2 separate regions of the Pan troglodytes genome follow, and region 2 is linked to region 1. Evidence: chromatin contacts called from public HiChIP or PLAC-seq data. All regions are on one chromosome and are shown on one strand. Each heading gives the region's core, a stretch centred on a gene start, on an enhancer-like site or on the middle of the called end of the contact. The rest is flanking DNA. Distances are from core to core; before and after follow the strand shown.

Region 1 (6,283 bases), core at 2,014-4,513:
AGGATCACCTGAGGTAAGAAGTTCGAGACCAGCCTGGCCAGCATGGCAAAACCCCATCTTTATTAACAATACAAAAATTAGCTGGGCATGGTGGTGGTGGGTGCCTGTAATCCCAGCTACTCGGGAGGCTGAGGCAGGAGAATCCCTTGAATCTGGGTGGGGGAGGTTGCAGTAAGCCAAGATCACCCCATTGCACTCCAGCCCGGGCAATAAGAGTGAAACTCTGTCCCGCTCCCCACCCCCGACCAAAAAACATATATATATATATGGCAAAGAAACATGTTTTGGGGTAAAATATTTTGACTTTCTTCTTTGTCACGTAATTTTATGCCAGAGTATGACTGAAAAGTCAGTCACAATATATAGTGTTAAATAAAACCCAACTGATAAGAATTTCTGGTTTGTAGGGCATGACTCCCCAGACCCTTTCGATAGGAATTTGGGCAAGATAAGAAAAAATCAGAGCTTAGTCCTCATTAGGAACTGCCTCTTCTTCTCCTTTAAAAACCCACTTGTGACTTCTGCTAATTGGGAGCATATACTCAGGGCAACTTCAATCTTCGCTTCACAGTCTTCAAACTTGGCCCAAATAAACTCTCTACTTATATCAAGTTTGCCTTAGATTTTTCCCTTTAGGTTGACATTTCCCAGAAGTTTTAATCAGATGAAGAAAGCTCCCAGAAGGTTTATTTCTGCATCTATTGAATCTGAAATGTCTTCGGCTTAAAATAATTGTTATACCAACTCTGGTGTTCTGAATGGGTCCCCACACAGCAAAGAATAGAGCCAGAATGTTGCATTTGTGAAAGGAAAATAAAAACTCAGGACTCCAGTTGACTATGCCAAAAGGAAAAAAAATAAACTGAAAACTGAGTCATGCAAGAAGCTGCCTTTCCTTTTGTTCCTAAGCAGATAGCTACAGACAAAAGGTTAAATATTTACAAAATTAGCCGGGTGTGGTGGCACATGCCTGTAATCCCAGCTACTCCGTAGGCTGAGGCAGGAGAATCACTTGAACCCGGGAGGCAGAGGTTGTGGTGAGCCGAGATTGCACCATTGCACTCCAGCCTGGTCAACAACAGCGAAAACTCTGTCTCGAAAAAAAAACACAAAAGGTTAAATATCTCCACAGGCATATTTACTTTATCTTATGTAAAGTGCCAGATGAACACATAATTGAGTATCTCCCTACCTGCTCCTTTTCTCTTGCGACATGTGGATTGCCATACCCTTCTTCTTTCCCTCCAGCTCACTTTTCCCCTTTAAATATTGAAGCCCTCAAAATGATCTTTGGAGAAAGCCACAGACCACAGACTGTTTCTGCGATTCCGTGTTTATTTCTTCCAGCCATGTCCTTAACCTTGGCAAAATAAACCTCTAAATCGATTGAGACCTGTCTCAGACATGTTTTGCTTGACACATCCAAATTCCAGTTCCAGCACTTACTAGCTAGCTGTGGGATCTTGAGCCACTTACTTAATCCTACTTTCCTTCTCCGTAAAATGGGGATAATTATAATACCGACTTCCAAATTTGTTGTGAGGATTAACTTAAGGCAGAGTCCTCAGAAAAGTACCTATAGAGGGTTATTCGGGCCAACGGCCAAGGTTGAGGACTGCGACCCAGGACACACTTGCAAGTTGTCTTGGGGGAGCACTCTGGACAACAAAAGAGAGGCTCATATTTTCAAAGAAAGAAAGATGAATTAGGAGAGGAAGTGAATACAAAAGTTGTTCATCAGGAATTCTCATTGTTTACAGAAGTAACACCGGTTATACATTGTTTAGCGCTTGGCTATACATTGTTGAACTATAAGGTGTATGGCATTTAATGGCTACTTGGCATAGCAAGTGGTTTCAAGAGATAATTACTTAGCTCAAAGAAGAGTGAGAGTGACTGTTGCTACATTTTAAATGCCTGTCTGGGCCTGATAATTTAAAGGGGCTCATCTTCCTTAGATAAAAAGGTTTTGTTTTGTTTTGTTTTTCATAGTACATAATCTTTAAAATGCATGCTAATTATTACTGTGAGTACTCTATCTGAGATGATGTCCCCAGAACTGGGGGAAAAAAACACTTGTAAAAAATTATCAAAGGAAAGAACTGACAGGACTTGATAGCTCTGAGGATCCCTCAGAAGCACTCGTCAAACAGCTTAGGGTTTAATTGCTATTCTGCCACTTAACTTCTTTGTGCCTCATCCTATCTGTAAAGGGGGGTAATAATAGTATTTGTAGGGACCAAGGGAAACTTTCCCTTCGCCCTCTGAAATTCTGCTGAAAAATCAACCCACAAAAAACAGATTAATTGAAGAAAAGGCATAGAAATTTTATTAATGTGTCCACGGGGAACCACAGAGTGACTACCCACTTCCCAAACGAGTTCAGAAGCTTATGTGTCATTCAGGCAAAGCGGGTTATGGGAGTGAGGGGAAGAGGAATTCTGCTGAGGGAGAAGGAATGGATCAGGGAACAGATTAACTAGTACATTATCATGTGAAAGGGTCTGTTCAGGTGTGATTATATTCTTGGTTTTATAGGGAGGGGAAGAAAAAAACAGTTGTTCCTTCTGATGGGTCTGGACGCTTGGTAACGGCTTTGGGAGAAAGGGGGCGGGAGTAGGAAGGTCAGACAGACCTTAAGGCTTAACTTAGTAAGTCAAACCACCATATTTTGGGTATGGATTTCTGAGCCCCAATATAATAGGTACTTCTTAGGGTTGTTGTGAGAATTGAAGATTATTAATTATAAAGTGCCTGGGTTGGTGCTTGGCACATCGTAAACAACTCCATAAATGCTCGCTTTTACTGTCGTGGATACACGGAGGTGGGAGACCCAATTGGGTTCCAGCCCATGTTATTGGCCCCCATGGCTATATGGTCTTTACGGCTTCCTAGTCTCTTCACCATCTCTAAGGTTTGTTTCCTCATCTGAATCACAGGTGAGTGATTCTCAGGGTGACTCAAGAGGGCTGGTGCCAGTGGCAGAGCAAGGGAAATCGAGGGAAGGCGCCTTCGTGTCAGAGGCAACACACCCAGTGGGAGGATCCTGCCGGCCCTGCTCTCTCCTACCTTCCCTTCCCGGGCTCAACGCTGGGGTCGGTCTGGCAGCTATTCCGGGAATCTGAGCGCAGATTCTGACAAAGGAGACGTCTTCCACCGACCACATCACGTGGAGCTCCAAAGCACGAGCACGGCCTCCCGCGGCTGTGACCTCAAGGCGGAGCCCCTGGTGACCTCAGGGAGAGTCCCCACCCCCGCAGCCCGTGCGCCCGGGGCAGGGCGGGGGCAGGGAGAGGGGGCGGAATCGGGGCGGTCCCGGGAGCGCCCCGCCCGCTCCGCCTCCGCAGCGTTGACAGCTGCCCGCCACCGAGAGATCAGCTGTTAGAGATCAGAGGAAGAGGAAGGGGCGGAGCTGCTTTGCGGCCGGCAGCGGAGCAGTCAGCCGACTACAGAGAAGGGTAATCGGGTGTCCCCAGCGCCGCCCGGGGCCCTGAGGGCTGGCTAGGGTCCAGGCCGGTGGGGACGGGACAGACGAACCAGCCCCGTGTAGGAAGCCCGACAATGCCCCGCTACGGAGCGTCACTCCGCCAGAGCTGCCCCAGGTCCGGCCGGGAACAGGGACAAGACGGGACCGCCAGAGCCCCCGGACTCCTTTGGATGGGCCTGGTACTGGCGCTGGCGCTGGCGCTGGCTCTGTCTGACTCTCGGGTTCTCTGGGCTCCGGCAGAGGCTCACCCTGTTTCTCCCCAAGGCCATCCTGCCAGGTTACATCGCATAGTGCCCCGGCTCCGAGATGTCTTTGGGTGGGGGAACCTCACCTGCCCAGTCTGCAAAGGTCTATTCACCGCCATCAACCTCGGGCTGAAGGTGAGCACTGAAGGGGCTGCAGTGGAGGAGGCCGAAAGGAGTGCTGGGGCTGGGGGCTGGGTCTGATGCTGGTGCGCTGGGCTCAGAACGCATCCCTGATGGAGAGGGTGGCATCTACAATCCATCACTGAGTTTGCTCCCCTTTGGGGACACCCATGGCTACATGCCACCATCACCCCATTGTGACCTTTGTGAAGTAAGAAAATAATGCAGACAGTGCCTGAGGAAGTCAGCTTGCCAAGCAAAGGCCTCATGCCACAGGCCGCTGAGCTAAAGAAGAAGCGATGGCCTGGCGCTGCCTGAGTTACAGGGCAATATCTGGAAGGCAAAGGTGTGCACTGAGCTTGGTGCACTGAGTCCTGCCCAGCCCCAGTTTGGAAATGGAGGCCCAAGGGGTGGTGGCCAGGGGTTGGCCTTGTTCCTCTGCTCTGCCTCTGATTTCTCACCATGCGCTCCTCCCACTGCAGAAGGAACCCAATGTGGCTCGCGTGGGCTCCGTGGCCATCAAGCTGTGCAATCTGCTGAAGATAGCACCACCTGCCGTGTGCCAATCCATTGTCCACCTCTTTGAGGATGACATGGTGGAGGTGTGGAGACGCTCAGTGCTGAGCCCATCTGAGGCCTGTGGCCTGCTCCTGGGCTCCACCTGTGGGCACTGGGACATTTTCTCATCTTGGAACATCTCTTTGCCTACTGTGCCGAAGCCGCCCCCCAAACCTCCTAGCCCCCCAGCCCCAGGCGCCCCTGTCAGCCGCATCCTCTTCCTCACTGACCTGCACTGGGATCATGACTACCTGGAGGGCATGGACCCTGACTGTGCAGACCCACTGTGTTGCCGCCGGGGTTCTGGCCTGCCGCCCGCGTCCCGGCCAGGTGCCGGATACTGGGGCGAATACAGCAAGTGTGACCTGCCCCTGAGGACCCTGGAGAGCCTGTTGAGTGGGCTGGGCCCAGCCGGCCCTTTTGATATGGTGTACTGGACAGGAGACATCCCCGCACATGATGTCTGGCACCAGACTCGTCAGGACCAACTGCGGGCCCTGACCACTGTCACAGCACTTGTGAGGAAGTTCCTGGGGCCAGTGCCAGTGTACCCTGCTGTGGGTAACCATGAAAGCACACCTGTCAATAGCTTCCCTCCCCCCTTCATTGAGGGCAACCACTCCTCCCGCTGGCTCTATGAAGCGATGGCCAAGGCTTGGGAGCCCTGGCTGCCTGCTGAAGCCCTGCGCACCCTCAGGTACTTATCGTCCATGGAAACCCAGGAAGGGAAAAGAAAGGTGAATGAAAGTGAAGGGAAAAGGGAACCTGGGGCATTGTCTCTGATTGCTCTAGCATGAGTCCTTAGTGCTCTTCATTTGGCTCCCCTAATCTGACTCCTCCTTCCCTTTCTACTCTTTTGCCACACCAGGCTATTTTTTTTTTTTTTTAATTTTAGTTTAGTTTTTGTAGAGAGAAGATCTTGCTATGTTGCCCAGGCTGGTCTCAAACACCTAACCTCAAGCAATCCTCCCGCCTCGGCCTCCCAAAATGCTGGGACCACAGGCATCAGCTACTGCTCCTGGCCCTCTTTTTTTTTTTTTTTTTTGAGATGGAATCTTGCTCTGTTGCCCAGGCTGGAGTGCAGTGGCACCATCTCAGCTCACTACAGCTTCCACCTCCTGGGTTCAAGCAATTCTGCCTCAGCCTCCCAAGTACCTGGGACTACAGGTGCACGCCACCACACCCAGCTAATTTTTGTATTTTTAGTAGAGATGGGGTTTCACCATGTTGGCCAAGATGGTCTTGATCTCCTGACCTCATGATCTGCCCACCTCGGCCTCCCAAAGTGCTGGGATCACAGGCATGAGCCACTGCACCCGGCTTTCCAGCCCTCCCTTTCTACTCTTATCTTCACCACCCTACTTCAAAGGTCTGGCAGCATAACCTCTCTATGCCCCAGCTGTGTCTTTGCTCATGTTGGCCCTCTGGAAATGATTTCCCCCTTTTTTTTAAGTGCTCCAGTTTTTCCCACCTTATCCATCCCATGTCATCTTCCCTCTGTGTGGTCCTTGCTTCCCATTCTAGCTAACTCTTATCCCTCCCATGTCATCTTCCCTCTGTGTGGTCCTTGCTTCCCATTCTAGCTAACTCTTATCCCTCCCCCATACTCCTGGAGCCCTCTGCCCTCGGAGTCTTTTGTGTCACACAGACCCAATAATTAGAACTGTTTGGTCTCTGGCTAGACTGTGAGCTCCTTGCAGGTGGGGAAGATGTCATGTATGCTTTTACCCTCCACCCAAATGCCCAGCACAGGAGGACCAGGATTGGAACAAGTGTTGACCTCTCCTGTTTACTTTGTTTCAGAATTGGGGGGTTCTATGCTCTCTCCCCATACCCCGGTCTCCGCCTCATCTCTCTCAATATGAATTTTTGT
Region 2 (6,283 bases), core at 1,294-3,793, 290 kb after region 1:
TGGCAATTATCAGGCACTGCTATCAAGTGTTCGGACCAAGACTGATGGCTCCTTTCTAAGTCTTTCCATAACTACCACCCTACTAAAGCCTCTGAACCCAAGGGAACGGCAGCCTGGCTGTGCCAAGAAAGGGGCTCCCAGCTTCTCACATTCTGAAGCCGGATTTCCCTTTTCTGGGTTCCCAGAGAGGCCAGATTTGACAACAATAAAAACTTCCAGGAAATTCCTAGGAGGTTTAATTTCCTAATCCTTCTCTCGCATAGACCCTCTTTCTTACCCCTTCCCCCAACCAAGAGGAAGGAGCTTATCCTGGAGCCCAACATCCTCTGCTGAATGTCTCCACCCCTTTGGCCAAACTGGTGGAACATCTGAATTCTTGGGTCCTCTCCTCCCAGGCCCATTCAGGGGGTTGAAGGGAACACATTAAGGTAATGTGTGATCCTGCCTCAAAACAGAGGACTGATGCAGTATCCCCTGAAGGTTCGCAGGGTACTAGATTGTTTAAGGAAGTTTCACTTGCAGATTGTCACTCCCCTACCCCTGTCAGGAAGTAATCTTTCTCTAAGAAATCCCAAGCACTCATCTCTAGGAGACCAGATGTCAAAACACAACCACCTCTAGCAACATTTGGAATTATAGGATGCATTCCCATGTAAACTGGCATTAAGAAAAACAAAATTGCACTAACCGAAAATAACCCAAATTTAAGGACCAGAAGCATAAGCCATGAATTTACTATCTCAGGTAGACTGAGCATTTGGATAATTCTCATTCTCCAGAAATCCCACAGGAAGGAAAAAAGAAATAAATTTATATATATTCATATAAAGACTTTTATCTATTGTGCAAAGAGAGGGTCATCTGGCTCCCCAGAAGGTTCTCAACCCCATCAAGACTGTCCATTTTACATCTCTAGCTCCAGTTCTTCTCAGAGAGTAAAAGTGCTCCAAAGGCCTGTTATCATGGGTACTGATTAAGGGCTGCAGACTCTTCAGATCCAGTTAAATCCCTGGTGTTTGAGCTGCGTGGGAGCTGTGGTTGCTTGCTTCCTGGCTTTGCCTGAGGTCCTGCCGCAAACCCTGCAGCAGCTGGTTTAGGAGTGTAAGGTGGCTGTCTCTGCGAGGCAGAGGCAGGGGTGGGAGGCAATTCCCTTTATACTCGATCACTGCCATCTTGGCCCGATCCAAACTCCGATTTGGGATCTGCAGCATTCTTGTGTAGCCCCCAGTTTGATCTTTGTACCGAGGGGCCAGTACTTGAAACAGCTTTGGGATCAAATCCTTCTCCTAGAGGGAGAATTATCCAAGAGACAGCAGAGTCAGGCAAAACTGCAGAGGCATTTAACTTTACACCATTCCCAAAGGTAAGGTCCATCCACACATAGAAAGACCTCCCCCTCCCCTCGCCAATCTGGCAGAGTCAGTGTTACACAAAGGGGTCGTTTAAAGGCAGTTGTGCAGAGATATATTCACATCGACTTCAACTAACTTAAGACACAGTTTCTAATTTAGTTAGCAGCACTGGCCCATAAGTGAGTACCCAAGTTTAATTCTGCATAGTTCTCCTTTTTCCAACCCCCACCCCCAGGGAGCAAAGGGTGGGATTTTGAAGGCAGATAGGTCGCACTCACTGTGAGCCAGAAGTCAGCCATGCGCATGGCTCGTTCGTTAGTGTCTCCCAGCTTCCCATAGTCGATGAGCTGTGAGGACGTAACATCACGGATCCAACCGAGCAAGAAAACAAGGTGCCAATCTAATTTCTCTAATGCCGGACGGCAATCCATTCTTTCCACTAGCAAAGCATCTCCAATCTACGCCACCCCTAACTCCGCAGCCCTAACCAGTCTTCCATTAGAAGCGATGGAGGGGCGGGTTCAGCCCAAGGTTCTGGGGGACTCAGACTTGGGGAATGGTTTACCAGGTTGGTCCCGGTCCCTTTCCACTTGCAGCCGGCTCCGCCCCCTCAGACCAGACCCGCAGAGTGGACAAGAGGGCCCCGCTCCTCACCTTCTCCGCGTAGCCCCTCATTTCGTCCACACGCGCCCATGGTGCCTCGATGCGTTCGTGCCGCACCAGCCCTGTGAGCAAGTTCCGCAACAGATGGATGCGGGACTCCGGACCGAGGCCCATACGGCGAAATACGCGGCCATGGGAGATCGCTGCAGCGACCGACAGCCGCATGTTTCCAACTTCTGCCCGCCCCTTGGAGGCCGGAACTGGAAACTGGAAGGTAGACCCGGTGGCGGCAATTTCAGGGAACGCATGCGCCTTAGCTCGGAGCGTGGTGAACGTGTTTGCGCATGCGCATCAGAGCCTGCCTCGTTGGCAATCTCGGGAAGGGCGGAGAAACGGTGTTGAGCTTTTCCAGAGGCGGCGAGCTGGGCGGGCTTCAGGCATCCAGAGCGCTCTGTGGCGGCTGAAGAACCAGGCGCCCCCTAGTGTGGGATAAGCGGGCCATCGGGTTTTTTTTTTGGGCTGCGTCAGCCAGTGGCATTTAGGGCGATGGGGCGCTCCGCCGCGGAGACTCCTGGGAAAGAGAGCGTCCGAAGAGAAAGGCATCCGGAGGGTTCGGGGTCCTGCGGGCCGACGGCCCTACCCGGTCCAGCAGTGGCCAGCTGGCCTGGTTGACACCCGTACGCATTGTTTTTAACACAGTGATTTTCAGTAGTAATGGTGAGATGGATAATAACGATGCCCGCAAAAGAAACGCAGATAGTGAAATTTTTCTTTTATTGAAGTAATCATTCCAGTTAAAAAAATTACAGCACTAAAGGGAAAAGTAGTAGATTGTTTTTAATTACACCAGTGTGTCTTTTTAAGGGGAAAAAACATACCTACACATTTATGTGTTAATGAACAATAATATTATAGTTTGTTTTTGAGCCTTAACATCTGCAAATTGTCAATGACTGTCAAAATTATTCCTTGTTATGGGTTGAATTGTGTCTTCCCCCATGATTCTTCCCGTCCCCAAAAAGCTATGTTAAGTCCTAACCTGCAGTAACTGAGAATGTGACCTTATGTGGAAATAGGGTCATTGCAGATGTCATTTGTTAAGATGAAGTCATGCAGGCATAGGTGGGCGCCTAATCCAAAATGCCTAGTGTCTAGCTAGCTAGATAGATAGACACATGTATACGTACATACATATATGCAGGCCGGGCACGGTGGCTCACGCTTGTAATTCCAGCACTTTGGGAGGCCGAGGCGGGCGGATCACCTGAGGTCAGGAATTCGAGACCAGCCTGGCCAACATGGCGAAACCCCGTCTCTACTAAAAACACAAAAATTAGCCAGGCGTGGTGGCTCATGCCTGTAATTCCAGCTACTCGGGAGGCTGAGGCAGGAGAATAGCTTGAACCCGGGAGGCAGAGGTTGCAGTGAGCTGAGATCGGGCCACTGCACTCTAGCCTGGGCGACAGAGTGAGGCTCTATCTCAAAAAAAAAAAAAAAAAAAAAAAAAAAAAAATGCGCATGAAGAGAGAGAGATGGACACAGGGTGATGCCGACCAGGTAAAGACAGAGACATACAGGGAGAAAGCCATGTGACCTTGAAAGCAGAGATTATGGAGTTAAGCAGTTGCAAATCAATGAATGAACACCAAGGATTGCTGGAGCACACCTGAAGCCAAGGGAAAGGTATAAAACGCATTCTTTTTCAGATCTGTCAGAGAGCATGACCCTGCTGCCAACACATCGCTTTCTTACTTCTAGCCTCCAGAGCCACAAAACAATAAATTTCTGTTGTTTTAAGTTCCACAGTTTGTGATAGTTTGTTACAGCAGTCTTAGGAAATGAATTCACTCCTCTTTACATGTACATATTCAGTAGACGTATAGATTTGTCACTTTGTCAGCTTATAGGTGACCAAAGAACACTTCTTTGCTAATTTTAATTTTGAAAAGTTTCTTTAATATGAAGGAACAAATATGCAAATAGGAAAAGTCATGAACATATAAATACATTGACAGAGATTTATACAAATCACACTTCACAATTAAAGAAATTTACAATAAATTACAGAAATTACAATTACCATTCATGTTTTGTTTCTTTGGGAGCAATTCTTGTAGTTTTCAATTGTCTTTGCAGTTGAAAAATTTCACTAAGATGTTTTCACCAGGTTATATATATATATTTTTGAGACGGAGTTTCTTTCTTGTTGCCCAGGCTGGAGTGCAATGGTGTGGTCTCGGCTCACTGCAACCTCCACCTCCTGGGTTCAAGCGATTCTCATGCCTCAGCCTCACAAGTAACTGGGATTACAGGCGCCCACCACCACGCCTGGCTAATTTTTTTTGTATTTTTAGTAGAGACGGGGTTTCACCATGTTGGCCGGGCTGGTCTCGAACTCCTGACCTCAGGTGATCTGCCCGCCTCAGCCTCCCAAAGTGCTGGGATTACAGGTGTGAGCCACTGTGCCCAGCCCACCAGAAAATTTATCATAAATTTCTATTGGTAAAAACTTGTGAAGAGTCTCTTCTTCAGCAAAAATTAGGTAAAATGAAACATTGATCCATTGTCTTAAAAAATGCTTACACTTGGTAAAAACAATTGTAGCATCAAACACTGTCCTTTTGACTTTTTCTGGCAATACAAGACCATCATCTCTTGTCTCTTCTGGTAGTCTTCAAAATTTGATTCTTTTTTATATGTCAATTTCCTTACATTTTGTTTTTGCAGCATTACTACTGGCTTTCTCTGCAATTTCTGTGGGCTGATATTAACGGAACAATTTTTTTTTACAGTCCAAGGGTCTTTTATTATTAGTATTATTTGCACCTATTATGTCATGAATTCATAGGGAATAGGTTCCGGTAGCTCTGGCTCCTCTCCATTGGTTCTCACAAAGTGTGCTTCTCTTGGTGCAGCAGGCTGGCCTGTCAGCTGAATCCAGGTACCTTTCTCTTTGGCTCCCTTCTTTTTCTGATCATTTTCTTTCATGCATTTCAGGAGACTACCTTTTCCCTTAGAGTGTTTAATGTGCTCCATATGCACATTAATTCTTTTGGCAAGAATCTAGCCCTTAACTTTTTTTTTTTTTTTTTTCCCTACAGCAATGCTAACAGCATGCTGAGTAACATTATAGACTCTTCCAGTTTTTGCCATGGTAACACTTGTGAGGCATTCCTTTTTGAACTATACCCATTCCCTTGATGTCTACAGTATCATCTTTTTTTTTTTTTTTTTTTTTTTTTTTTTTTTTGAGACGGAGTCTCGCTCTGTCGCCCAGGCTGGAGTGCAGTGGCGCGATCTCGGCTCACTGCAAGCTCCGCCTCCCGGGTTCACGCCATTCTCCTGCCTCAGCCTCCCGAGTAGCTGGGACTACAGGCGCCCGCTACCACGCCCGGCTAATTTTTTGTATTTTTAGTAGAGACGGGGTTTCACCGTGTTAGCCAGGATGGTCTCGATCTCCTGACCTCGTGATCCGCCCGCCTCGGCCTCCCAAAGTGCTGGGATTACAGGCGTGAGCCACCGCGCCCGGCCAGTATCATCTTTTTTATAGACTCCCATGCATGTGGCCAACTCCATGTTTTCTAAAAGGCCTAGAAAACATACATTGGGTGCCTCTCCTGTTTTCCTTGTGTTGGCCATTTTGGCGAATTACCAGAATATGGAGCTTCCAGCCAAAAGGAAGTTAAAGCAACAATTTAAACCTTGATGTTTTACTGACTGTATGTTGTTCAAGGCTTATTGTGGCTCTTTGCAGATATTTTTGTGTTTGATTAGCCTTCTTTGAAACTTTACATTAATAAAAAAATACTCATAAAAGAAAAGTCCCAGAAAACCAAGGTTGTTTGTTTTAAATCTACTGTTTAAAAGCAGGGATATTTTGTACAACAGGAGTTGGAGTCATGAAATGTACCTGAAGTGAGCCTGAAAGCTAATTAAACTCTTATGAATTTATATCTATAAATATAAATAAAACTCTGGTCTCCTGCACAGCTGGCTCTGTGGGAATTACTCTTTCTCTATTGCAATTTCCCTGTCTTGTTAAATCGGCTCTGTCTAGGCAGTGGGCAAGTTGAACTCATTGGGTGGTTACAAATCTGGGGGCTTGTCCAGGATTGCCCATGTGGCTACCTGCCCGTGGTTTGGTAGTCCCCCTCTGGTGATGGATTCAGATGCCAGCTCAAGCAGGTGCCTAGTTATTTTGGACTGGGGGCTGACTCTGGTATTGTCTCTGCTGACGGGGCACTGGTGACCCAATGTGCATGGATTTAATTGCAATAGAGAAATAGTCTTGGGGAGATGTCCTATAACTGTAGCCCTATCACAAGGTG

Evidence for each region. HiChIP or PLAC-seq counts read pairs in DNA pulled down with a chosen protein or histone mark.
Region 2: an H3K4me3 HiChIP or PLAC-seq map of stem cell-derived excitatory neurons shows a contact between it and region 1, with 5 times the contacts expected there. The contact joins the promoter of MRPL17 here to the promoter of SMPD1 in region 1. A contact is called at or near these places in 1 of 7 Hi-C or Micro-C datasets (stem cell-derived neural progenitor cells) and 1 of 1 datasets of contacts at active chromatin or transcription factors (stem cell-derived excitatory neurons).

Annotation. Positions count from the first base shown.
Region 1 is chr9:10,535,332-10,541,614 of NHGRI_mPanTro3-v2.0_pri, forward strand. SMPD1 (sphingomyelin phosphodiesterase 1) reads left to right here and starts at 3,264. Exons shown (of 6, transcript XM_508253.9): 1 at 3,264-3,867; 2 at 4,335-5,107; 3 at 6,214-6,283. The coding sequence starts at 3,562. LOC129136402 (a long non-coding RNA gene) reads right to left here and starts at 3,292. Exons shown (of 3, transcript XR_010147121.1): 1 at 3,070-3,292; 2 at 971-1,090.
Region 2 is chr9:10,829,867-10,836,149 of NHGRI_mPanTro3-v2.0_pri, forward strand. MRPL17 (mitochondrial ribosomal protein L17) reads right to left here and starts at 2,544. Exons shown (of 3, transcript XM_001166071.7): 1 at 2,007-2,544; 2 at 1,631-1,699; 3 at 704-1,286. The coding sequence starts at 2,180. The coding sequence ends at 1,002.